Linked DNA regions of Mus musculus: all the other regions are linked to region 1. Evidence: chromatin contacts called from public HiChIP or PLAC-seq and promoter capture Hi-C data. All regions are on one chromosome and are shown on one strand. The core of a region is the stretch at or near the end of the contact, and the rest is flanking DNA. Distances in the headings are between cores, read along the strand shown.

What was found. Promoter capture Hi-C pulls out the DNA fragments that hold promoters and counts their contacts. HiChIP or PLAC-seq counts read pairs in DNA pulled down with a chosen protein or histone mark. Capture Hi-C pulls out chosen DNA fragments and counts their contacts.
Region 2: a contact with region 1 is called in a promoter capture Hi-C map of adipose tissue, with 3 times the contacts expected there. The contact joins the promoter of Arid2 here to the promoter of Twf1 in region 1. A contact is called at or near these places in 8 of 39 promoter capture datasets (the 3T3-L1 cell line, the HPC-7 cell line, hematopoietic stem and progenitor cells and 4 more), 2 of 484 Hi-C or Micro-C datasets (the G1E-ER4 cell line and cerebellum), 12 of 115 datasets of contacts at active chromatin or transcription factors (astrocytes, bone marrow-derived dendritic cells, embryonic forebrain and 7 more) and 2 of 9 other capture datasets (adipose tissue and embryonic stem cells).
Region 3: a promoter capture Hi-C map of embryonic stem cells shows a contact between it and region 1, with 6 times the contacts expected there. The contact joins the promoter of 4833422M21Rik here to the promoter of Twf1 in region 1. A contact is called at or near these places in 5 of 39 promoter capture datasets (embryonic stem cells, hippocampal neurons and liver) and 2 of 115 datasets of contacts at active chromatin or transcription factors (both in embryonic stem cells).
Region 4: an H3K27ac HiChIP or PLAC-seq map of thymic regulatory T cells shows a contact between it and region 1, with 19 times the contacts expected there. The contact joins the enhancer-like site here to the promoter of Twf1 in region 1. A contact is called at or near these places in 4 of 39 promoter capture datasets (the HPC-7 cell line, cranial neural crest, liver and 1 more), 3 of 115 datasets of contacts at active chromatin or transcription factors (embryonic stem cells, large pre-B cells and thymic regulatory T cells) and 1 of 9 other capture datasets (liver).
Region 5: a contact with region 1 is called in a promoter capture Hi-C map of 3T3-L1-derived adipocytes, with 6 times the contacts expected there. The contact joins the enhancer-like site here to the promoter of Twf1 in region 1. A contact is called at or near these places in 6 of 39 promoter capture datasets (3T3-L1-derived adipocytes, cranial neural crest, liver and 2 more), 3 of 115 datasets of contacts at active chromatin or transcription factors (epiblast stem cells, large pre-B cells and thymic regulatory T cells) and 2 of 9 other capture datasets (embryonic stem cells and liver).
Region 6: a contact with region 1 is called in a promoter capture Hi-C map of the HPC-7 cell line. The contact joins the promoter of Yaf2 here to the promoter of Twf1 in region 1. A contact is called at or near these places in 7 of 39 promoter capture datasets (the C10 cell line, the HPC-7 cell line, cranial neural crest and 4 more), 1 of 15 datasets of contacts at CTCF or cohesin (the NIH/3T3 cell line), 3 of 484 Hi-C or Micro-C datasets (CD4 T cells, forebrain and muscle stem cells), 10 of 115 datasets of contacts at active chromatin or transcription factors (astrocytes, bone marrow-derived dendritic cells, embryonic forebrain and 7 more) and 2 of 9 other capture datasets (embryonic stem cells and liver).
Region 7: an H3K27ac HiChIP or PLAC-seq map of embryonic stem cells shows a contact between it and region 1, with 5 times the contacts expected there. The contact joins the enhancer-like site here to the promoter of Twf1 in region 1. A contact is called at or near these places in 6 of 39 promoter capture datasets (3T3-L1-derived adipocytes, embryonic stem cells and liver), 5 of 115 datasets of contacts at active chromatin or transcription factors (astrocytes, embryonic stem cells, microglia and 1 more) and 1 of 9 other capture datasets (liver).

The regions. Positions count from the first base shown.
Region 1 is chr15:94,588,374-94,591,505 of GRCm38.p6, forward strand. Twf1 (twinfilin actin binding protein 1) reads right to left here and starts at 1,451. Exons shown (of 9, transcript NM_008971.4): 1 at 1,379-1,451. The coding sequence starts at 1,403.
Region 2 is chr15:96,285,858-96,288,989 of GRCm38.p6, forward strand. Arid2 (AT rich interactive domain 2 (ARID, RFX-like)) reads left to right here and starts at 1,665. Exons shown (of 21, transcript NM_175251.4): 1 at 1,665-1,929; 2 at 2,037-2,130. The coding sequence starts at 1,838. Gm38469 (spidroin-2) reads right to left here and starts at 1,541. Exons shown (of 3, transcript XM_011245785.3): 1 at 159-1,541. The coding sequence starts at 1,396. The coding sequence ends at 653.
Region 3 is chr15:96,253,256-96,256,387 of GRCm38.p6, forward strand. 4833422M21Rik (RIKEN cDNA 4833422M21 gene) reads right to left here and starts at 1,429. Exons shown (of 3, transcript NR_130160.1): 1 at 1,209-1,429; 2 at 609-747. All of the region lies in intron 1 of Gm38469 (spidroin-2), which reads right to left.
Region 4 is chr15:93,296,908-93,300,039 of GRCm38.p6, forward strand. The region is part of intron 2 of Yaf2 (YY1 associated factor 2); the gene reads right to left. Among named protein-coding and RNA genes, the nearest start is that of Gxylt1, 23 kb to the left of the region's middle. Within about 2 kb of position 1,669, at least 34 of the 459 cell types and tissues checked have an H3K27ac peak or open chromatin away from gene starts, as enhancers often do. A contact at or near this core is called in the HPC-7 cell line, pre-B cells and thymic regulatory T cells, where this site is marked.
Region 5 is chr15:93,317,413-93,320,544 of GRCm38.p6, forward strand. The region is part of intron 2 of Yaf2 (YY1 associated factor 2); the gene reads right to left. Among named protein-coding and RNA genes, the nearest start is that of Yaf2, 18 kb to the right of the region's middle. Within about 2 kb of position 1,524, at least 65 of the 459 cell types and tissues checked have an H3K27ac peak or open chromatin away from gene starts, as enhancers often do. A contact at or near this core is called in 3T3-L1-derived adipocytes, epiblast stem cells and liver, where this site is marked.
Region 6 is chr15:93,335,376-93,338,507 of GRCm38.p6, forward strand. Yaf2 (YY1 associated factor 2) reads right to left here and starts at 1,560. Exons shown (of 4, transcript NM_024189.6): 1 at 1,382-1,560; 2 at 965-1,090. The coding sequence starts at 1,407.
Region 7 is chr15:95,818,814-95,821,945 of GRCm38.p6, forward strand. The region is part of intron 1 of Ano6 (anoctamin 6); the gene reads left to right. Among named protein-coding and RNA genes, the nearest start is that of Gm17546, 9.7 kb to the right of the region's middle. Within about 2 kb of position 1,643, at least 21 of the 459 cell types and tissues checked have an H3K27ac peak or open chromatin away from gene starts, as enhancers often do. A contact at or near this core is called in embryonic stem cells, where this site is marked.

The DNA of each region.
Region 1 (3,132 bases), core at 201-2,700:
AAACATAAATTAAAGAAACATGTGGAGCATACAGGCCCTTCTTATTGTTACTATAAAACAGAAGCATAAAATACCGGCCTTGGCGAGGAGCAAAAACTAAATACTAGCATTTAGAAGTACAGGAACTTCAACATTTTAGCCACAGAACTCAGTAGCAGAAGTAACACTAGGGTGAATGCTTTCAGTCAAACCCAGTAACAGACAAATTGCTCCATGTTTGAAAATGTTAACAAGTTGCTTCTAATAGTCCAATTTTAAGTTTGTGATGTGTGCTCCTTCATCAAATCATGTCCTGTATCTGTCCATCAAGAACAACAGGATCAAATCTCATATACTGATTAAAGAAAAAACCTGTAAAATACACTAGATCTTACATTTTTCTTGCATCTCTTTGTAAAAAGTTATAGAAGCCACCCAGGAAATAAACATTTAATAACCTATCCCTTGTGTAGTCATCATTGCTTCAAATTCGGTCTTGTGTTGTTGATTGCCAAGCAAGACTAATATTTATGTCTTGTTATATAAAAGGCTCAAACATTAAACAATAATTTTGATATATTTAAATGTCATAAGTAACACGGGGGAGATTAAGTGTTGTTAGATCGGAGACTATTTTTGCCTGCATGTGCACAGAATTAAGTGGTAGTGTCAAAAACCCTTAAAACACAAAACAAGTTATTAAGTGGTCACCCGGGGGAAAGGCTCGGTTAACTATTACGGGAAGTGCTCTAGTTTATATTAGAACTCGTTAAATAACCCCGGGATATATTATTTGATTCCGTAGGAGGTTGAGTACGTCCAAGTTGCCTATTTTCCAACCAGGAAATAATAAACGGCGAGTAAGATACACAAGTAAACTGCACATTCGACTGTCTCCACGGGGTTCATGAGGTGCAGCTACACAGATCAGACTTTGCAGCTGCCTGGGGTGCAAGCATCCAAAGATGGAAAAACACTCCCTACTCGGGATTTCTCCGGAAGGAAGGCACACCCGCGTTCTGAGAGAAAAATCCGGGGAGTTCGGGAGGCAGCCTACAGCGGTGGGAGCTGTTTGGTTTTCAAACGATCTGAGTGCTGGAGCAATCTCCTTTGGCGGGTCCCGAGGAAAAAGTCGCTCGGCTGGCCGGCGGCAGGAGCCCAGCCAGCTTCGGTCTTCCTGCTCTCGGCACGGGGGCCGGGATGCAGCGGGGTCGCCCGGGACATCCTCACATCCTCGGTTCTCTGGCAGCCACCACCGGCCTGTTACGTGGCGGCCGCCGGGGAGGGCCGCGAGGGACACAGTCGGGGCCGTCGCACCCAGAGCAGCTCCAATGCCGTGCGCGCCTCCAGCGTTCCGGCCCGCAGCCTCCCGGGAGCCCCTGCCCCGTGGCGCCGTTACCTTGGATGCCTGTCTGGTGGGACATGGCGGCGGCCCCAGGCTCCCGGCTCCGGCGCAGGGTGCGGTAGCGGCCCCGGCCGGCGGATCCAGGAAGTAGCGGCTCCGCCTGTGCGTCATCGGCCCGCGACTCTCAGCCCCGCCCCCAGCACCAGCCCCGCTCTCCAGCGCGACATAGACCCCGCCTAGGATCCCGCCCCCTGTTCTTTCACTGGCTACTTTCATTGTCGTCACAAGCCCCGCCCCTTAAGCCATTGGCCATGCCCTTTCCCGGCAATCACCCCCCCTTGCCCCCCCCCCCCCCCCCCCCGCTGCTGTTTCTGTCCAGGATGCACCTTCTGGCAGTGGGCTGTGTGTCTATCACACGCCGCAGCGACACACCTCATCAAAATGCTTTAGAGGGAAAAATGGCCATTTTCCGAAACAAACGCTTTCTACATGAAAGACATATCCTTTGCTGTAAAGAAAAGACCATTTTAAGGCGAAAGATAAAACAGTTAAACATTTGCAAAGCAAGATGGGGCTCAAGACCACTCCTGGCCCACTTTAAAATAAGAGACTGTAGAGTTCTCCATTATTTTCCCCGTGATTTGAATCTCAAGCTGTTCACTTTTCAATTGGTCACTATCACACAAAACCACTGTTCTCACCTCAAAAAAGAGAAAAAAAAGTCTATTCTGAAATCAAATATGTGCCCTATCAGGCGGGGAGGAGGCACTAATTCAGGTGACACCCCATCCCAAATATCATGTTTCAACTTGGTAACAGACTTATGAATTTTTTTTTTAGTACCAGAACAAAAGAAAATCACAAATCATCTTTAAAATATATTTGGTGGGGACATGGGGCTATACCCAAAGTGGCGAAATTTCTGCTACTGGTTCAGATATTATCTGAAGAGGGCATCTTTAACCTTTCAATGGGAGAAGCTAAGTGGTCTGTACATTTCCAAGGATGGACTCAGAAGTGGCTAGTAACTGGGATGGCCCAAGATAATTCAGCTTAGGACCTACACCACAGTCCTACACAATCAGGCACTTCTAATCAGCTAGGCAACCTTTTTGAGTCTTGAACAGGTTTGGGGTGGCTTTTTTTTTTTTCTGGAAATTTCAGCTCATAGCACTTTAAGAGACCTCATTGTCCTTTCTCTGGTTCCCCCAAAGAACTGAGTGTGAAACCACTGAGCCATTGAGCTGACCTGAATATCTCTCTGTGGTCAGCTCTACCCTTGGAAACCATTAACAGAGCTTTGCTTTAGGTTAGCCTTTGATTGCTTCAAGTCAAATGTGTGTTCGTAGTTACCTGGATGCAATACATTTGTATGGAAACAGCAGACAGGAGTTACCGTTCTTTCTCACTGTACACTTTTATCGGCATGCATTCCCCTGTGAAAGTTTATTCTATTGTTTATTTTTATGTATGTTTTCTAAGTAGAACTCTAGCTCTAGATTTTAAAGCCTTGGACTAATAAATATATTTATTTTTTTATATTCAAACTCGATTCAGGCAAATGACATAATGACAAGGTATGGAGTCCCTCTTCGAGTATAAAGCATTTTAAATAAGCCACTAAATAGGCCTGCAACTGCTTTTCTTTGTGGAGACCATAAGGGAAAAAAAAATGCTGTGTGCTGGTGCTTGTGATCTCAACTCGGTTCCTTTAACAGATCTTCACACCATGGATTAGCCCCATAAAATCTGGGTTTGGGGACTTCCTTGGGAGGTGTTCCATTCCAACACGGTCTTCCCAGCGGCGT
Region 2 (3,132 bases), core at 415-2,914, 1.7 Mb after region 1:
ACTTTACTTGGGAAATAAACCCGTTTCCTAGAGTGAGTACCGGAAGCACGCTCCGCTCTATTACATAATTCTCTCTTTTTTTAATATACTCCTCCCCGTCACCCGATAGGTGCTCCCATCGGAAAGACTACCTGAAATAAACCCATCCAGACTCTTACCAGCTTGTGACCTTGGGCTAGTGACTTTGCCACTGGTGGCTGTCTCTAAAATGGGAATCCTAGTAGACCAAAGGAGAAGCATGAGGCTCTCCACATTTGCAGACCGGGGAGGGCTCCAACACCCGGGTAAATGCAAATTTAAGTGGTACTAAAAAAAAAAAAAGATACAAATTTTGAATTCCCTATGTACACATTTTCTTTTTTTTTAAACTGAAAGGGAAAAACATTTTGCCCTCTTTTTCAGATACTAGTGCAAAAAAAGACCTAAGCAGTGTTATTCTCAAAGTTGGGAGGTTATTTCCCAACAGGCGCGATTACCGTTTGCGTACCTCCGGGTTCGGTGCACCAAACCGACCAAAAAAGGGAGGACGAGTGAAAAGCCTTACTCTAGCTCCACAAAAGTAGGGCAGGCAGTTTCCAGCCTATTCGATCCTACAGTTTGTCAAAGTGAGTTTACGGCCCCATCATGGACCATGTGCTCGGCGGGCTTCGTGCTAGCACGATGAAGCCCGGAGGCCAACGCCTCCCGCTAGCAACGTCTCCAGAGGGGGCGAGCGGACTCGTCCGCGGCCGCCGGGGCTGCGCCGAGCGAGCCTGCTTCTCAGTGTGGCCGGAGGCCCGGCGGGCGCCGCCGGGGACGCGAACATCGCCTCCACCCCTAAGCCCGGAACAACCGGTAGTGGCCGTTTCCCCGCGCCGCCCCCCTTTCCGCCCGCTTTGTGTGCGTGTGAAATGTGCTGCACATTGCAGATGAACCCTAAGCCGGGCGAGCCGAGTCTATTGTTCCCCGCGAGGAGCCGCCGCGACCGTGTGGAGCCAGGCGCAGTGCCGCGGCCGGCCCTCGGGGGGCGCTGTGCGGCGCTGGCGGCCCGGCCGTGGCGGCGGCAGCAGAGAACGGGAGGCTGGCGGGCAGGCAGGCAGGCCGGCGGGCGGCGCGCAGCGGCTCGGCTGCCGCCGGAGCCTGTGCCCGGGGACGCCCGGGCCGCCGCCGCCGCCGCCGCGCGTGAATGTGTGCGAGGGCCCCGCGGAGCCGCGGCCCGGATCCACGCTGTCACCCCGCTCTCCACAAGCCACCACACAGACCTCCCCCTCCCCACGCGGCCCCGCCTGCCCCGGCCCCGCCGCGCCGCCGCCGCCGCCGCCGCCGCCGCAACTCCCAGGCCTGCGGCCGCCCGGGCCCCTCGCCTCGGCTCGCCCGGCCCCCGGTCGGCTCGTGCGCCCCCCGGCCGCAGCACCATGTTGAATCGCGTCCCCGGGCCGAGCCGCCAGGGCCGGCGGCGCTGAGAGGCGGCCCAGAGCCGGGCCGCGGGAGGCGGCGAGGCAGGGTGGGGGCCGCGCTCGCCCCGCGGCTCCGCGCCCGGCCGCCCGTCGCCTGCCCCTCTAGTTTCGCTCCCGTTTCTTTAAACTTTTTTAGAAATTCCCCTCCCTCCGGCCCTGCGCTCCCCCTGGCCTCCCGCTCCCTCCTTCCCCTCCTCCTCGCCTCCTCCCCCTCCCTCCTCCCTCCCTGCGCCGCCGCCGCCGCCGCCGCCGCCGCCGCCGCCGCCACCGCCGGCCCATGACTGAGCCCCGCCACCGCCGGCCGAGGAATGGGCTCCGGGCGCTGGTAGGGAGCGCGGGGAGCGGGGGCCGCGTTTGAACCGCGATCTGGGTTTTTTCGGGAGACCTCCTTTGGCAAAATAATGGCAAACTCGACGGGGAAGGCGCCTCCGGACGAGCGGAGGAAGGGACTGGCTTTCCTGGACGAGCTGCGGCAGTTCCACCACAGCAGAGGGTGAGAGCAGGACCGGGGGGGCAGCGCCGGGGCGAGCCGGGGCGAACGGGGGCCCGCCGCGGGCGCGGGGTCCCGGTGACAAGTGCGGGGCTTTCTGTCGCCCGCAGGTCGCCGTTTAAGAAGATCCCTGCGGTGGGTGGGAAGGAGCTGGATCTTCACGGGCTCTACACCAGAGTCACTACTTTAGGCGGATTCGCGAAGGTGAGTGGAAGTTTTAATTTGTATTTCCCTCTCGCTGGCCTGCTCGGAAAAGTCTGCTCCGACCCGGGAGCAGGCGCCCGGGGTCGGGGGGGCGATCGGCGGGACACACGGCGTTCTCGGCGCTCGCAGCCGGTGGCCCACGGAGGCGGCCGGCGGCGGGGCTGTTTTCGGCCTGGTGGCTCGCGTGCGCGCGGCGGGCGCGGGGCTTGGGCGGGCGGTGCGGCCCGGCGGCGGGGAGCGCCCTGCCCGGTGTCCGGCCGGCCCCGCGGGGTCTGAGCGGCGCGGCGGGGAGCGCGGGCGAGTGGAGTGCTCGCCCGCCGCCCGCCGAGCCCGCGGCCCGCCCGCCCGCCCGCGAGTCAGCGCTGCCGCCGCCGCCGCTGCCGCTCTAGCACAGGCGGAGACACAGAGACACACAGACTCTGAGCAGTTTTCGTGCAACTCAAAATTAGCGCGGGCAGGTTTAACATCGATAATCGGCTGCGAAATGATCCCGGCGGCCGGGGGCACAGCCTCGGCCCGCTCGCCCTGGCTTTCTACAGCTAACAAAAGAAAGCAGGACCTGTCTGCAAATAGCCATCTTAGGCTTCAAGGCTAGGCAGAAGCTGTAGGCCTCAAAGAAGGGCCTATGGAGATGGATAGATCTGGGAGAGGGATCGGAGTCGGCCCCGGCCCCGGCCCCCCCAGAGCTCGCGGACGTCGCTGTCCGGAGCAGTATTGATCCTTTTGAACTTTTTTTTTTTTTTTTCTTTACTGCAAACGGACCGCGTTGAGATTTAAAAGGGGGCGACAGAGGGACTTGCGATTGGTTATTGTCCGGGCTTCAAAAACAAAACAAACCCACCAACCCCCCCCCAAAACAAAACAAGTGCTGCTAAATACAGGGCTCTCTGATGAAAACATAGTGATTCAAGCAGCCCTGGCTTAGTAACTCTCGTGGGTCGACCCCAGACACCCACTGCTCCTTAGGTGTCTACAGATCTCTGCAGAAGGGGCATTTAGCTT
Region 3 (3,132 bases), core at 179-2,678, 1.7 Mb after region 1:
CCTCCCAGGACAAATAAATACTCTTTTTTCTGCCCCTTTTCTCCCTTCCCCTTCTCCCTCATCCTCTATCTCCTGTTTTTGTCTCTTATTCCCTACCCTTTGACCTTCCGGAGCAAATAAACCTCCTTTGTGTTGAGAACTTGATCTTGGGGTGTCTTGAGCAGATACTGATTGCCACACATTTTGTGAGACACCTACACAATTCTGGAGGGTCGTTGCCGACTTCAAAGTGGCTAGCCTTTCTCTGTGCCCTGGCTACTGCCAGGGTCAGTGTCCACCTGCCCTGAAGACTGTTTCCCTCTGCCCTCTATTCTGTCCCAGCCTCAGAACCTCACACAAAAACGGGTCCCATGCTTCCAACTGGCCAACAGCCCTCACCTACTGATGTATCTCAGGGGTTGCTATTCAAACACCACCGTGGCCTTAGGCCTTCTTGGGATTCTCTGAGTCATCTATTTTTAACTCCTGCCCAGTTTCCCCGTGGAATGAAACTCCAGCTGCTTAATGGAATAGCTGAGAGGGTACAGTCTCCATTGGGAGAGAGAGAGAGTGAGAGAGAGAGAGAGAGAGAGAGAGAGAGAGAGATCACAAAACAAAAACCAACCAACCTCTGATGGTTAATCTTTGACAAGTTGACTGGATTTAGAGTCAGCAGAGCACACCTGAGGTGTCTATGAGGGAGGGCATTTCAGAACGGTGGAAAGAGCCGTTCTGAAGGCAGAGCATACCATCCAGTGGCCAGGAGTCCTGCCCAGAATAAAGAGGAGAAAGTGAGCCCAAGGTTCAGCCCTCTTTTCAGGATACAAAGTGTCAAGCGGCCTCAAGCTCCTGCTGAGGGACTTCCTGACAGGATGAGCTCTCCTGGCTATCCCCGGAGCCAAAACAAACTCTTCCTCAAGTTCTTTTGTGAGGCATTTCTCCTCTCTGCCCGCCCCTCCCCCCGCCCCCCAATTCCAATCCCGACAGTACAAGGAAAGGCAGGACTGCAGAAGCCCCCCCGCCCCCCAAGAAGGAAACCTAAGAGGCACACCTGCTTTAAGAGTTCTTGGCGTCCAAGTTCTCACATTCACGTAGAGAAGAGCCAACAAAGTAAGAAAGCTGAAAGCATTTAAACAGCTCTGCCCCAATCTGAGTATTAGGTTTGCTAAAAGTGTTTTGTTCCTTGTTGGGAGGATGGCGAGGGACGCTCTGGGAGCGGACTGACTTACCCGCACGGGCCTCTGGGAAACACACAGATGCACTCGAGATCCACGTATTGTATCATCTCATGAGGACTTAGATGTTTGAAGTTGTATGTTTTGAAAATGTTATTCTAAACTTGCCACGTAATAAAAGACCCGCAGCAGATGACTGCAGCTCTCCCGCAGCTCTCCCAGTTTAAATAGGTATTGCATGGCAAGCGCCTCCTCCCCAACGCGTGCGGTGTCAGGCTGGGGGCTGGGAAGAACACACGGAATAATACCGTGTATTCTCCGACTTCAAATCTGGGAGCCCTGGTGCTGCTTTGTCAGGAGGCAGTATCAGTGAAATCTACTTTTCAGATCTTTTCAAAACCAGATGAGCATGCTAGATTTTTCTTTTAAATCAACTGCTAATGGACTCCTTTTGTCCACATGTTTTAATGCCAATGTCAAATACTATATTTTTATGCTTTTTTTTTTTTAATCCCAAAGGTGGAAGAAAAAAAGCATAAGGCTAGAGAGATGGTTCAACAGCATTACTGGCCACTCAACCGGAGGACTCAGGTTCAATTCCCAGCACCCACAGTATCTTAACAACCATCTGTAACTCCAGGTCCAGCTCTGATGCCCCTTTGGACCTCAGGCAGGAGGCTTGTGTGTGGTACATGGACATACATGCAAGCAAAACAACCACACACATACAACTTTTGTAATTAAAAGAAAAAAATGCGCTTTCTCTTAAAATCCATGTGAGTTACATTTTAAATCCTATTATGAAACTTGTAAACAGTTTGTGCTTGGCTGCATACTAAATAAAATGTAATTTAACAGTTTCCTTAGCTCCTGCTCAGATCTCAGGGTCCAAGGGACTCTCTCAGAGGACAGGGAGTCGATTCAACCATAGTTTATCACCTTGGGGCACTAATGGTCATTTTCAGTGACCCCCCTCGCCCCAATCTTTCCTAGATCTATGAGAAAAGAATAACTCTCACACTTAAATGGGTTTAAACGCACACAGCTGTGCAGGAGGGCATAAACGCTCCTTGCGAAACCAAGTCATAGGCACTTGAACGCAAGCTTTCTGGAAGCGACTCAACAGTGAGGAGCCAGCTGCACTCAAGAGGACAAGATAAAGGCAAACTAATTTAAGCTACATTTCAGGGTTTTTGTTTTTGTTTTTGTTTTGTCTTTTGAAAGAATACTTTGAGCCCTCTTTAATGTTTTTTTTAAAAAAAAACATGCATTTTTATGTTTTACTAAGAGTGAAGCAGAGCAGACTGAGTTCTTTTGACTATCTTTGTTTTTCCTTCTGATTTAAACAAAATGCTACCTCAATCCAATCAAGCAGACAGGATGACTGACACATACTCCTAAGAGTAAGGTCCCAAGTGATGGCTGATTCTAACATTAATGTTTTCTGGGGCTAAGAGAGGTTCTGGGGCTAGGAAGAAAATTGTTTCTCTTCCAGAAGACTCAAGTCAGCCCTTACCACATAAGTCACGACTGCCTATAATTTCAGCTCCATGGGATCCAATACCCTCTTCTAGACTCAGAAGGCACATGCACACACGCACACACACACATATACACAAATGCACATGTGCACGTTTACAATTATAATTTTAAAATAAATCTTAAAAACACTAATATTTTGGATGGGCAGTTTAATCCTGGTACTTGGAAGGCAGAGGCAGGTGGATTTCTGAGTCCAAGGCCAGCCTGGTCTATAGAGTTAGTTCCAGTTTAGCCAGGGCTACACAGAGAGACCCTCTCTCAAAACAACAACAAAACACCCAAAATCATTATTTTTTTAATCAGCATTTACTTACTTTTATATGTAAAGCTCTACATAGAAAATTATGTTAAAAAAACACTATGCTGTGAGGTTGGAATGTATGTGTATGTGTGTGCATGCATGTGTGCACATGTAATATGTGTATAAGAGAAATCT
Region 4 (3,132 bases), core at 419-2,918, 1.3 Mb before region 1:
TGTGTGCATGCCATGGAGCCCATGGAGATCAGAGAAGCGGTAGGAGGAAGTTCTCCTCCTCTATCGTGTAGACCCTGAGGGTCAAGCTCAGATTATCAGAGCTTAGAAACAAGCACCCACACTTGCTGGGCTGTCTCTCTGGCCCTAGGTTATAATATCTAATGCATTTTACTCTTAGAAACTAAAAGCACGGCACGTGTATAATTTTATTACGCAATAGTCTATTTGAAAACGATGAGGTTCACCTGTGGAGATCACGTTCAATTTAAAATTTCTCCATACAAGCTATGATGCTGAACTGAAGAGAGCCTAATGAAGGTCATGTGGTTTCTAGAACCCGTGAGATCCAATCAGGTAGAAAAAAGCAGGAGGAACCCAGGAAAGACTTCTAACATAGTATATGTCCAAGTAGTTGCTGAATAAATTTGAAAGGCAAGAAACATAAATAACACCTCCATACCTCAAAGTCAGAGAAAACTGTTCTTGAAGAGAGGATGTTTCAAGCTAGTCCCTGGGCAGTTTCAGTAAGCAATGCTGAGAAGCGGGACAGTTAAAGAAGAGGAAGCAGGAAGCAGGACGAGCAAAGCTACCATGCCCAAAGATTCACAGAATTTACAAAGCACTTTCAAGAAAATCTGTAAGGACTTAGTTGAAAGAAAAAGACAGACTTTTCAAGAGGGCCGCTCTCGAGACCAGGAGACTCGGGCTGTGGGAGGCTCGACCTGACAGAGTGAGGAGTCTGCAGCCAGGAGTTATATTTCACAAACTTAATCTATCTTAACATTTTTAATTAATAGATTTTTGCATATAATTTTATTTGTTTGTTTGTCTGTTTTTCAAGACAGGGTTTCTCTGTATAGCTATGGCTGTCCTGGAACTCACTTTGTAGACCAGGCTGACCTCGAACTCAGAAATCCGCCTGCCTCTGCTTCCCGAGTAATGGGATTAAAGGTGTGCACCACCACGCCCGGCTACATATAATTTTAAATGTTTTATAATGAATTACTTGAAAATAGTCCACTTCAAATCCTCACTACTGTCAACGCAAGGACACTGGGGATAGACCCTACACTAGACATGTTCCTTCTTGGCTGTGTGGGGCTGGACATACATATGTCCATATGTGTACCTAGGTGCTTGCAATTTACAATGCTGCCACAGAAGATGAACCCACAACATGTCAATAAATTGTTAAGTCAAGCCATCATAAAGGCTGTTTATCTGCATCTACATATAATTTAAACATGATGCCAGGCAAATTATTACATGACAAAATTTATATAGACTATCTAACATTTTTACATCAGATGGAAAAGCTATTGTTGTTTACAAGCGTGTGTTTGTATTCTATGTATGCCCAGTTCAAGCCAGCTCTGGCTTCTCTTTCTAAAGCTGGTGAAAAACCACCATGACTTTTGTAAAGTTAAGCTACTTCCAGATCAGATGATGAAAAGGAAGTTGTGGTTTTAAGTGACCTTCTTGCTTCCTATCTATATTCTTCTAAGCAAAAATTACTTTAGCACAGAGAGCCAAAGTATAAATGCTTTGTTTAAACTAACAATGTCTAAATATGAAACGGCAATGAGCCAGCCAGCCACCAGCATTAGAGAACTTGACACCTTTGATTGAACACTAGAATTAGGCTGGCCAGAATACAAAAGTGCATCTGAGACAAATTCACTGTCTTACACAGAGCCACCATGTTCTGCACAGATGCAGGGGGACTACGTGAGGATAATTTTGCATGTAAGAAGTATACACTTCATAGTGCATCATCTAATCATATACAGTGTGCTTTTACTAACAATTCAAAATTTGATACAACTAAAAACATAAATGTGCAGGTAGAAGTAAAAGCAAGCCTGTCGAGAAACAAACAAAAAAACAAAACAAAACAAAACAAAACAAAAAAATGCCAGCAGTGACGTGAGAAAGGAAGGGGGTGGCAAAATATGCAGGGAAAAGAGTCCTCATAGACTCTGTTCTTGCACAGAGATGACCATGTGGAGCCCTATGTGATAGTTTCATTTAATGTAGTAAGGTTTTAGTTACAGATAAATAAAGTATTTAGATAAAACTGATTCTCTAGTTGACTAAACACCTTCCATGCTTCACTCTTAAAGACACAGAAGCTGTTGATCCTAAGGGCTCCTTGGGTGGCGATGCAGCAGCTTATATGAAGCTCTCCTCCTTTACTTCTCAGGATATCTGCTTCCGGCAACTCTAGTCACCCATTCACTACTCCAGCCCTTCCAGCCGCTTATAACTTAACTAAGTCTATCACAGTCTGAAAGACTAGGTGGGGACAGAGCTCAGGAGGTGAGGTGCTTGCCATAAAAATATAAAGAACAAAACTTAAAAGACTCCCAGAACCCCACACAAAAGCCAAGTAATTGTGGCAAGTGCCTGTAATCCCAGCAGAGAATGGGGGCAGAGACTGGGGATGCCCAGGACAAGCTGGCTGGCTAGCCTAGGAGAGCCAGAGTCTTGGTTCAGTGAGGGATCCTGGCCCTCCCCCCCAGGAAAGTAGAGAGCAATTGAGGAAGGCACTCAACATCAACTTTGGGCCTCCATACATATATGCACAAACTTCTAAGCACACCCAGACACGTACACCTTCAACACACGAATGCACATGCACACATACACGTACCCCTCATATCAGTGCTTGTTGTTTCATGAAGCAGTTTGTGTATACTATAACTACAAGCTGACAAGGAAAACTAACAACCCAACAACAGCAGCCTTTAAAGCTGCCTGGAGCATTCTGGGGGCTTGGCAAGCAGGGCTTGGAAGGGAAGGCTCCCTAACCCTCACAACCACAGCGGCTGGGTGCTAGCTTCATTAGGTAACTGAAGAGGCTGCGTGACCCCACGTGGCAGTTAGAAAAGTGAGGACAGCTTCAGCAAGGCAAGTTACTCCTAAACAGAGTTACTGAACGAACAGCCCACCAGAGCCCTGGCTTTCTTCTCCATCACACTTCTGATTTCTGAGACTTTAAGTATATTCATCATCATTAAACTAATAGAACAAGAGCATTTCCTTCATTTAATCTCTACTATATCCCCATGAGCACACTCTTGACTGTGGTTTTGAAGTGCATATTTAATTTTGCTAACACACTGTTGAATT
Region 5 (3,132 bases), core at 274-2,773, 1.3 Mb before region 1:
GCTTCTGTCCATCTCCAGGATCGTCACAACGCGCATCCCGGGAACTGAGGGCATGCAGCACGGATGCACACGGGGGAAGCTGGGTGGGTTTAGGAGGCTGGAGACATGCTGCAGGCACTCACTTACCTTCCTGAGAGGGGATCACAACGGTCCCTTGGTCCTCAAGGCATTCGCAATAGCTTCAGAGAATGTGGATCTGTGGAGATTACCCAATAGGAGAACCCCAGTTACTGGTAAGTGATCCAGTACTTTCTTCTCTATCAGAGTAAGAAGATTATTTCATTTTACTTGAGATTATTAACTCAGGTAGCGCTACAGGAAAAACAGATGTGAATGCATCACAGAGCTAAACATTTACTCACCAAAAGAAAAATGGATAAAAATGTGACTGACATAGTCAGAAATACAAGGAAAATACAGATTTCATTTGTAAATGTCCAATATAACAACAGATGTATTTTCTAAGATTTATTTATTTATTATATGTAAGTACACTGTAGCTGACTTCAGACATACCAGAAAAGGGCATCAGATCTCATTACAGATGGTTGTGAGTCACCATGTGGTTGCTGGGATTTGAACTCAGAACCTCTAGAAGAGTAGTCAGTGCTCTTAACCGCTGAGCCATCTCTCTAGCCCATGGCAGATGTATTTTAACAACAAAAATTAGCTGTGAAACTTGCATTTCACTGAAATATCACCATTATTTTGTAATATTAGTATAACAATAAACTGTTGTTGAAAATCTGCCATTTCTCAGGATTGTCAGGCCACCGTGTGAATTTTTTTAAATTATTTTTTAAATTTTATTTACATTGGTATTTTGTCTCCATATATGTCTGTGGGGAGTGTCATATCCCCTGGAACTGGAAATACACTTGTGAACTGTCATGTGGGTGCTGAGATTTGAACCTGGGTCCTTTGGAAGAGCAGCTAGTGATCTTAACCGCTGAGCCATCTCTCCAGCCCTGTAAATTTTATACTAAAATTTACACAACTAATATGGTGGGCTAGCAATCATTAGACTTCACGTGGGGACTGAACCTAGGGCTAAGCAACCCCCGGCCACCTGAGCCCCCTGCGCCAGCCCCCTGCGCCAGCCGGCAAGATCCCTGTGGCCTCACTCTTCTTTACTCCGTGGAAATAAACTAAACAAAGCTTCTAAGTTTCCCTGTCTCATCTAAAACTTAAGGAAGACTAAAACAATATAAAGTCACTTCTCCACAGAAACAAATTTAGATTATGAAGATCTTGTATCTTAATACTGTTATGAAGTATCTAGTACATGGCACAAATAGCAAAGTCTCTTAGAGTAGCTTGCTAAAATTTTTGCTAGATTCACACTTAATTTTATCATGCGCATTTCTCTGGGTAAATTATATCCATTTTCTAAGTCTAAAGTATAATCATCATGAATGATTTCAATTTTAAGTGACTAGTTCATTCAATCTGGGTACTCCAGGCACCAGGTGTACTCCAGTGTGTCTCACCACACATCTGTCTTCACTGTGGTGACACTGAGTGCTGAGCACAGGGACACAGCAGGGCAGGGAACTAGGACAAGGGTAAGCCCTTATCAAAGCAGGAAGTCTAAGCTTGCTGGGCTTTCTTCCCTGCCCTGCTATGTGGCCTGCTCTGTGCCTGCTCCACCACAGGGACTGCGCTCTTTCCAGAAGCTGGACATAGTCTACCAAGCTGAACTCAGCAAGCCTCTTTTCTTCCTCCAGTATCCACCTTCATGGATTTGTTATTGAAACAGACAGCAGATCTCTGTTTTGAATTGTAATGTACAGATTAGGGCTGTTGTTTGGTTTTAGTTTGTTTGAGACAGAATTTCTCTGTGTATCCCTGGATATCCTGGGCTCATTCTGTAGACCAGGCTAGCTTTGGACTCAAGAGATCCATCTGCCTCCGCCTCCCAAGCGCCTGAATTTAAAGCGTACACTACCACACCAAGCTCAGTTTACTATTTTTAAGAGTCATCTAAATCAGTATTTTTAGTTACAGACTCTCCCGTAAAGTCAAGTCACTGAAGAATGGGGAGCACACTGAACAAAGAATTTACATGTATTACATGGGTTACAAGAGCAATTATATAAACATTTTTAGAGCTAAAAGGCATCATTCCAAATAAAGCAATATCCAATTTTTTATTTAAAGCAAATATTGACTCCATTTAGATATGAGTTCTAAACTTAAAATATAATTAAATTCATTTAACAGTAAGAGCATTAGGCACATGCACAGTATTCTCACAGACCCAACAGGCTAACGTGCATTCGGAGTGAAAGTTACACGGCGCTGCTGCTGTTGCATAAACTCAACTACAACGGAGTAGTTCTCTGTGTGCGCCAACAGGACTTGAAGCAAGACCTCACACATTAGCCAATGTTCTCCCACTAAGCCATAAGCCTTCCAAGCAGATTATACTTCTAATTCTAGAGGTCAGGGTGCTCTGCTCAATAAGAGAACCTTAAACTCTACGATTATAATATGCATCAACCAAAACTGACTCCTCAGTATTCAAAACAGGACCAAACATTTCATCACAGACTCAATCTGAACTGTAAAAATAAATAAATAAATCCCAGATTCAAATGAGAAAATGAGGTAGCTAAAGCCAGATAGGCCAATCTCTATAAATTCAAGGCCAGCCTGGTCCACAAAGGAGTTTCAGGGCATCCCCAGCTACACAGAAAGACTCTGTCTCAAAAAGAAAAAACAAACAAACAAAAAACCGAACAAACAGAAAAACAGCATGTGGTAGCTAGCTGGGCATGGTGAAGCACACTTATCCCAATAATCAAGACGCAGGAGGATCCTTTGTTTAAGCCGCTTTTTTGGGTAGACAAACAAACTCTCTCAAATAACATAAAACCCAGGCGTGGTGTTTTGCCTGTAATCCCACACTCTTGAGGCCTAGGCAGAAGAATCACCATTAGTCTGAGGCCACGTTGAGCCGGGCAGTGAGTTTAAAGTCATGCCGGGCTTTCTGTCTATACAGTCAGATGCTACCTGGGATGAGAGTGGGACTGAGGGCTGAAGCAGCTCCACTGTAGAGCACTTGCCTAACATGCACAACATTGTAGGTTCAACGCCCAGCAGTCAACATAAGAACCTGGGTAGGATAAA
Region 6 (3,132 bases), core at 310-2,809, 1.3 Mb before region 1:
AATTCTATAAACTGAGTTTTTAAAAAAAAAACAGGATACATCATTTTTAGAAATAACTTTGACTATTTAGAATGTCAAAATTATACAGGCCCTCTGTTTCAAACAGAAAATTCCCCGTATTCTGTAATCATTTGTATTTGAATAGGCTTCATAGCAGCAAAATAAATGCCTTACTTAAATATTGCTACAAATCACTGTAGAAGTGGATTTAAAGGCGGCCTTCCCAAGGGAACTATGACCAAGTGGAGACAGATCAAGAATGCTACTGAGTTCGAATTTCCTAAATTTAACTCTTTTAAATGGTTTTTTTTTTTTTTTTTGGAAAGACAATTATAATACTATATGCCTACCATACAACAAATCCAGGGCCGGCAACAGACAAAGATCATGTCATCTCGTTTGTGTAAAAATATCCAGGCACTGGAGTAAAACTGCGTTGCTGGGTTCACCTCCCAACCAACTACTTAACTGTAAAAAATTATTACAGAAATAGAACAACAACAAAAAAAAACCCAGACGCGAAACCTTGGCCTGACCCTTTCCGGACATCCGTTACTAAGAAAGTTTAATCCATTACGATCCTACAAGCGATACTTTTTCCCCAGGGGGACCGAGTGACATCGCGGCCTTTCCTCCGTCCCCTCCCCCGCCCCGGCTCCCCGTCCCCGCCCCCTCCCCGCACACTAACACCACAATGCGACCAGCGATCACGGTCTCTGCGCCCGGCTGGGGAGGGGGCACCGCACCGGCCACGCATGGAACGGCACGGCACGGCAGCGGCCGGCGACCCCCATGGATAATTCATCCTCCGCAGCAGGCGCCACCGCCGCCGCCACCGAGCCCTCGCCGCCAGCCGCGGCTCAGCCGGGTCGCGCCCCACCGCGGCCGCCGCCTGGCTGGCCGCCCCGCCGTCCCGCGTCGCGCGGGGGGCCCCGCGGGGGATCCACGGGCGCGCCGGACTCACCGGGTGGAGGTGCCCTTCCGCACATCGCACATCATGCACTTGAAGGCCTCGGCGCTGTTCCGGAAGGTGCAGACACTGCAGTCCCAGTAGCCCTCATCCGAGGCGGGCTTCGGCTGCCGCTTCGGCCTGCAGGACACAACCGGACACGACGCAGCGCGGGGTCAGCCGCAGGCCGCGCCCGGCCCCGCGCCCCGCCCCGCCCGGCCCGCGACCCCCGCCCCGCCCGGCGCCGCGCGGGGGAGGGGAGCGCGGCCGCTGACCCCGGCCGCCATCGCGGCCCATTGTGGGCAGCCGCGCGCCCCGCCGCGCCGCGCCGCACCCCCTCTCCCCACACACACGCGCGCGCCCCGCGCCGCGCCGCTCCACGCCACGCCACGGGACCCCGGGCCGCGGGCGCTCCGCCGGCGGGCGCCCTACCTGGTGGGGCTCTTCTTGTCGCCCATGCTCGCTGCCGACGCGCGCCGGTCTGTCAGCGCCGGGGTGAGGGGCCGGCGGAAGCGCGGAGGCGAGGGGGCGGGGAAGGCCGCGCCGCGAGCTGCAGCCGCCGCCGCCGCCGTCGCCGCCGCCGCTGCCGCCGCCGCCGCCGGATCCCACGCAGCCTCCAGCTGTCGGGGAAACTCCTGCCTGCGCGCACGTGACCCGCGCCGGCCAACCAGCGGCCGCGCCGGAGACTTCAAACGCGGGGAGCGCGGCCCAGCACCGGCGGCGAGTTCGCGGCGCCGCCTCCCTCCAGCTCGCCCGCCCGCTGGCTGCCCCGGAGCGCTCCGGCCGTGGCTCGCACGCCCCGAAGGGCGCGATGGCAGGCGCCCGCAGACACGCGTGCGCCCGGCGCGGCGGGGACTGTCATCCTTCCTTCTGGGGAAGCGACCCAGAGGCTCGGGAGAGGTTCGGTGCCCTGCTCTAGCTTACATAATTCAAACGTGACGAAACCAGGGTCTGATCCGGTTTTAATTGCAGCGGCGTCCTCCTGGCCTCACGGGGCTCTGCAGTGGCTTGTTATAAAACGGACGCTCGTGAGCCTACGTAAGGCAGACGAGGTTGCTTGTGCCCTGGACACCACCTCCCCGAGTCTCCTTACTCCAGCCTGTCGGGGATACACACCTCGCCTGCTAGACCCAAACAGCCATCTCGCTGGTCCTTGAAGCTCTGCTTCCCACCTCGCCGATCTGGCGGGTACCCCACAACCAGAGTTAGCTTGACATCCCTCTGATCGAGGGGCGACTTTAGCATGCCAAGTCGGTGAACCGTCATCAGGAAAGCTGCCCCTGAAGAAAGGAGAGATGAAATCCATCCCTTCTCGGAGCCCTGCCTTCTTCTGCCTTATTTGGGTGTGCTGATGGAGGCGTTGTAGCCTCCGCATCAGGCTTAACTAACTGAAGGGGACCCAGTTCAGGCACTGCGTACTTAACAGTTGATCTGACTGTGTGGCTCCTGGGATACTATAAGGTTGTTTAGAAAATGTATCCAGCTGGGCCAGAGCAGGATGGAGCAAATTTTCATCATGATACTCAGAGTGAGATGGCAACTAAAAACTTGAGGAGTTAACTGTTTAGGAAGTCCTTAATATTTTGAACTATATCGTCTGTGGGTAATTGAAACAGGAAAGCAAAACTCCAGCAAAAGGGAGACTACTGTATTGATGTGTTACTTACCAAACAAGAGTTAATAACCAAACTGGAGGATGCTCTCCTTTTTATCATTGGGAATATGATATTAATTGGGGTAATTAAGAGGGAAATAGGCTTCAAGCTTCTGAGAAAAGAAAGTCAAAATGAATTATAGCAGAACGGGTGGGAGTATACAGCTCAGAGATGGAGCACTTGCACAAGGCACTGAGTTACTAGAAATTTGGAAAAGCATTTAAAAGATTGTTTTATGTGGGGTTTGCTTGGGTGCTTAGTATTACTTTATTTTTGCAGAATAGAGAGTCTGACTTAGTTGAGTGTAAAAGTTATATATTAGAGGTTGCGTTAATTTTCCAAGATAAAAGAGGCTGAGTGGTTTATGCAATGGAAATGTTTTTTCCCATAATACTGGAGGCTCCGAGTAGAAGATAAAGATGTCAGGGCTGCTTTCATCCAAGGCTCCACTTTGCTTGCAGATAGCCATCTACCTAGGTCCCACCTTCAAAGGGACATCTTTGTATGTGAGTGCCTGTATCCTAATCT
Region 7 (3,132 bases), core at 393-2,892, 1.2 Mb after region 1:
GGAGATATATTCAGGTATCATTGGGTATACGGAGCAGAAAATGTTTCACATTTGAATGGCAGGCACAAGATTATAAATGCCTTTCCTACTGAATATTAATCACTGGTGGTTCCATATGGCTGGTGGATAAAGCTCTGAGAGGCGGCCCAGAGATGTAAATTCCTACCCTACTGTGAACTTTATGCGATTAGTTTGCTGTTTAAAATTAACTGACTGGCCTTCAAATTATTTAAAAAAGAAAAAGAAAAAAAAAAAAGAAAATTATTAGCCGGGCGTGGTGGCGCACCCCTTTAATCCCAACACTCAGGAGGCAGAGGCAGGCAGATATCTGAGTTCGAGGACAGCCTGGTCTACAGAGTGAGTTCCAGGACAGCCAGGGCTATATAGAGAAATCCTGTCTCAAGAAAACCAAAAAAAAAAAAAAAAAAAAAAAAAGAAAAAGAGAAAATTATTCTTTTTGGGAAGTCCAAAGGCAGAATAGGCTCAAAGTGACCCTCCATTTCTCCTCTTGGTTGGCCTTTCTCCTTCCTTGGCTCCACTGACTTAATTCAAATTGAATTTGTGCCCTGTCTGCCCTGGCTCTACCATGCCTATTCTCTAGGGGCAATGTGGGGCCATGAGCTGGGCACAGACAGCCTGATCCCCTGTTGAGCACAGGTCTTGAACCCTGTGACCTGGTGGGTGGTGACTTCCACCTACAAGGGACAGCAGGTGTTTGGCCATGACCCCTGGGACCCTGGTTCCTGTAGCAGCTACAGCCTCCCACAGCGGGGGGGGTGGGGGGGGGTGGGGGGGGTGGGGGTGGGGTGTGTGTGTGTGTGTGGGTGGGGTGGGGGGCAGGTGTGTGGCCATCAGTCATGTAGGCGATGCCCCAAGCTCCTGGTATTCTGTCTGGACTCCACCCCTACAGTTACCTGGCAACAACCAAGTAGGCCCAACCCACTACAAAAGGGACTGCTTATCCCCTCCCACCTCTCTTGCTCTTACTCTCTTTCTCTCTTGCTCCTGCCTCTCTTACTCTTGCCCTCTTGCTCCCCCTCACTCCGCCTTCCCTTCCCCCTCTCTCCACGTGGCCACGGCCCTCCTCTGCTTCTCTACTCTTCTCCCTCTCTCTGCCTTTATACAATAACCGCCTTAAGCTGGGCGTGGTGGTGCACGCCTTTAATCCTAGCACTTGGGAGGCAGAGGCAGGTGGATTTCTGAGTTCGAGGCCAGCCTGGTCTACAAAGTGAGTTCTAGGACAGCCAGGGCTACACAGAGAAACCCTGTCTCGAAAACAAAACAAAACAACAAAAATAAACGCCTTAAAACCATGGACTGCCTCTTCTCATCGGGATCTGTCATGCTGGCGCAATGGAACAGAGCCCTGCCTGCGCTCTCCAGCCAACTCAACTGAGCCACCGAACAAGCCTAGGACTCTTGTCCCTGTGGTAACCAGCTGGAGCCCTCTCCTGCCTTTTTCTCTTCGCCCTGGGCCAGAGTCCAACCGCGGGCCCACACTCTGGGAGGTTCCTAGCTCTTCCAAGGCATCTGTGGTGCCCAAGAGTGAGAACCTGCCAGTCTCGCCCTCTGTGCAGGCTGGGAGGCTCCCCCACACCCCGCAAGCAGCTCCCGGAAGTTCCTCAGGGACCTCAGACTGGTCCTAGCCCTGTGATGAGCTGGACGCGGAAGCCCATTTTGACCCACAGGGCAATGCTGTGCACATCCCTGCTCTAGGGTACATCAGGACTCCCTGTCTGTTCTCCTGTGGCCCCATTCCTTCTGCCCCAGGATCCCGGGCTTCCGATAAGCATTTGGTGACTGACTGCTCACAGTGCAGCCTATTACCTTCACTCCTTCAGCCACACATCCCCGCTGGTTCTCTCTAAGGCACTCACTGTCCCCTTACAGTGTTCCATTTCCTCTTCCTCCTCATACCTTCACACCGCTTGGTGCTCTCAGCGGAACACCAGATCCCTTTAATTCTTCCTTCTCTGGTTTCTCAGCCAGGCTCCTGGCTTGCTCCAAGCGACCACATGTTTCTAGGCCCGCAGAGGGACGACATCGTTGTTTGCATCTCGTTTTGCTGACCTAGTCTTCCCAAATGGCACCCCTTTCCACTCCATTTTCAGATTTATTTGTCCAGAGCAGGTATATGAAATGTCACCCTCCAGGTCTTTTGGGAGGAGAAGGACAGATTGTCCTGAGAACATGAACAGACTTGTGTGGGAGAATGATGTAAGCAAGAGCTCACGTCCCAGGGTTATTAGCGTGCTAATCAGGATCCCAAAGGGACACCTCTCAGAAAACTGGAAAAATAAATTAATTTTTTTCTATAAATCAAGCAAGTGGGAAAAAAAAGAAAGAAAGAAAAGAAAGAAAAGAAAAGAAGAGAAAGGAAGGAAGGAAGGAAGGAAGGAAGGAAGGAAGGGAGTTTTGAGATGAAAACTGTTAAACTCTGCTTGGTTCAGCTGCATGTGAATTATATGGTCTTAGTGCCAAGCATCACCCATTATGATGGTTTGTGTATGCTTGGCTCAGGGAGTGGCACTCTTAGGAGGTGTGGCATGGTTGGAGTAGGTGTGTCACTGTGGGCATGGGCTTTAAGACCCTCATCCTAGCTGCCTGGAAGTCAGTGTTGTGGTAGCAGCCTTCAGGTGAAGATGTAGAACTTTCAGCTCCTCCTGCACCATGCCTGCCTGGATGCCGCCATGTTCCAGTCTTGATGATAATGGACTGAACCTCTGCACCTGTAAGCCAGCCCCGATTAAATGTTGTCCTTATAAGAGTTGCCTTGGTCATGGTGTCTGTTCACAGTGGTAAAACCATAATTATCTTTCAAAAGGATCATGATTAATAGTGGTCATTAAATGATTTCATATTCAGCACAGGGTCTGGTACATAGCAAACATAAGACATTTTAGTAAGATAGAAACACCACTCGTCACATGTGCAGGTGTGCATGTTTATAAAGTACATAAAGACGAAAGGCTGGTGCTCATCTACGTACAGTGAGGTCGAGATTGCTTATTTATTCTTTCCATTACTTTACTAAGTAAAAACAAGAAACGAGCAAAGCCATCTTCCAGAGGATAAAGCCACCGCCCTGTATGTTTCATCCCATGATTCTCTTTCTCGCCTGCTCCCTCTTTA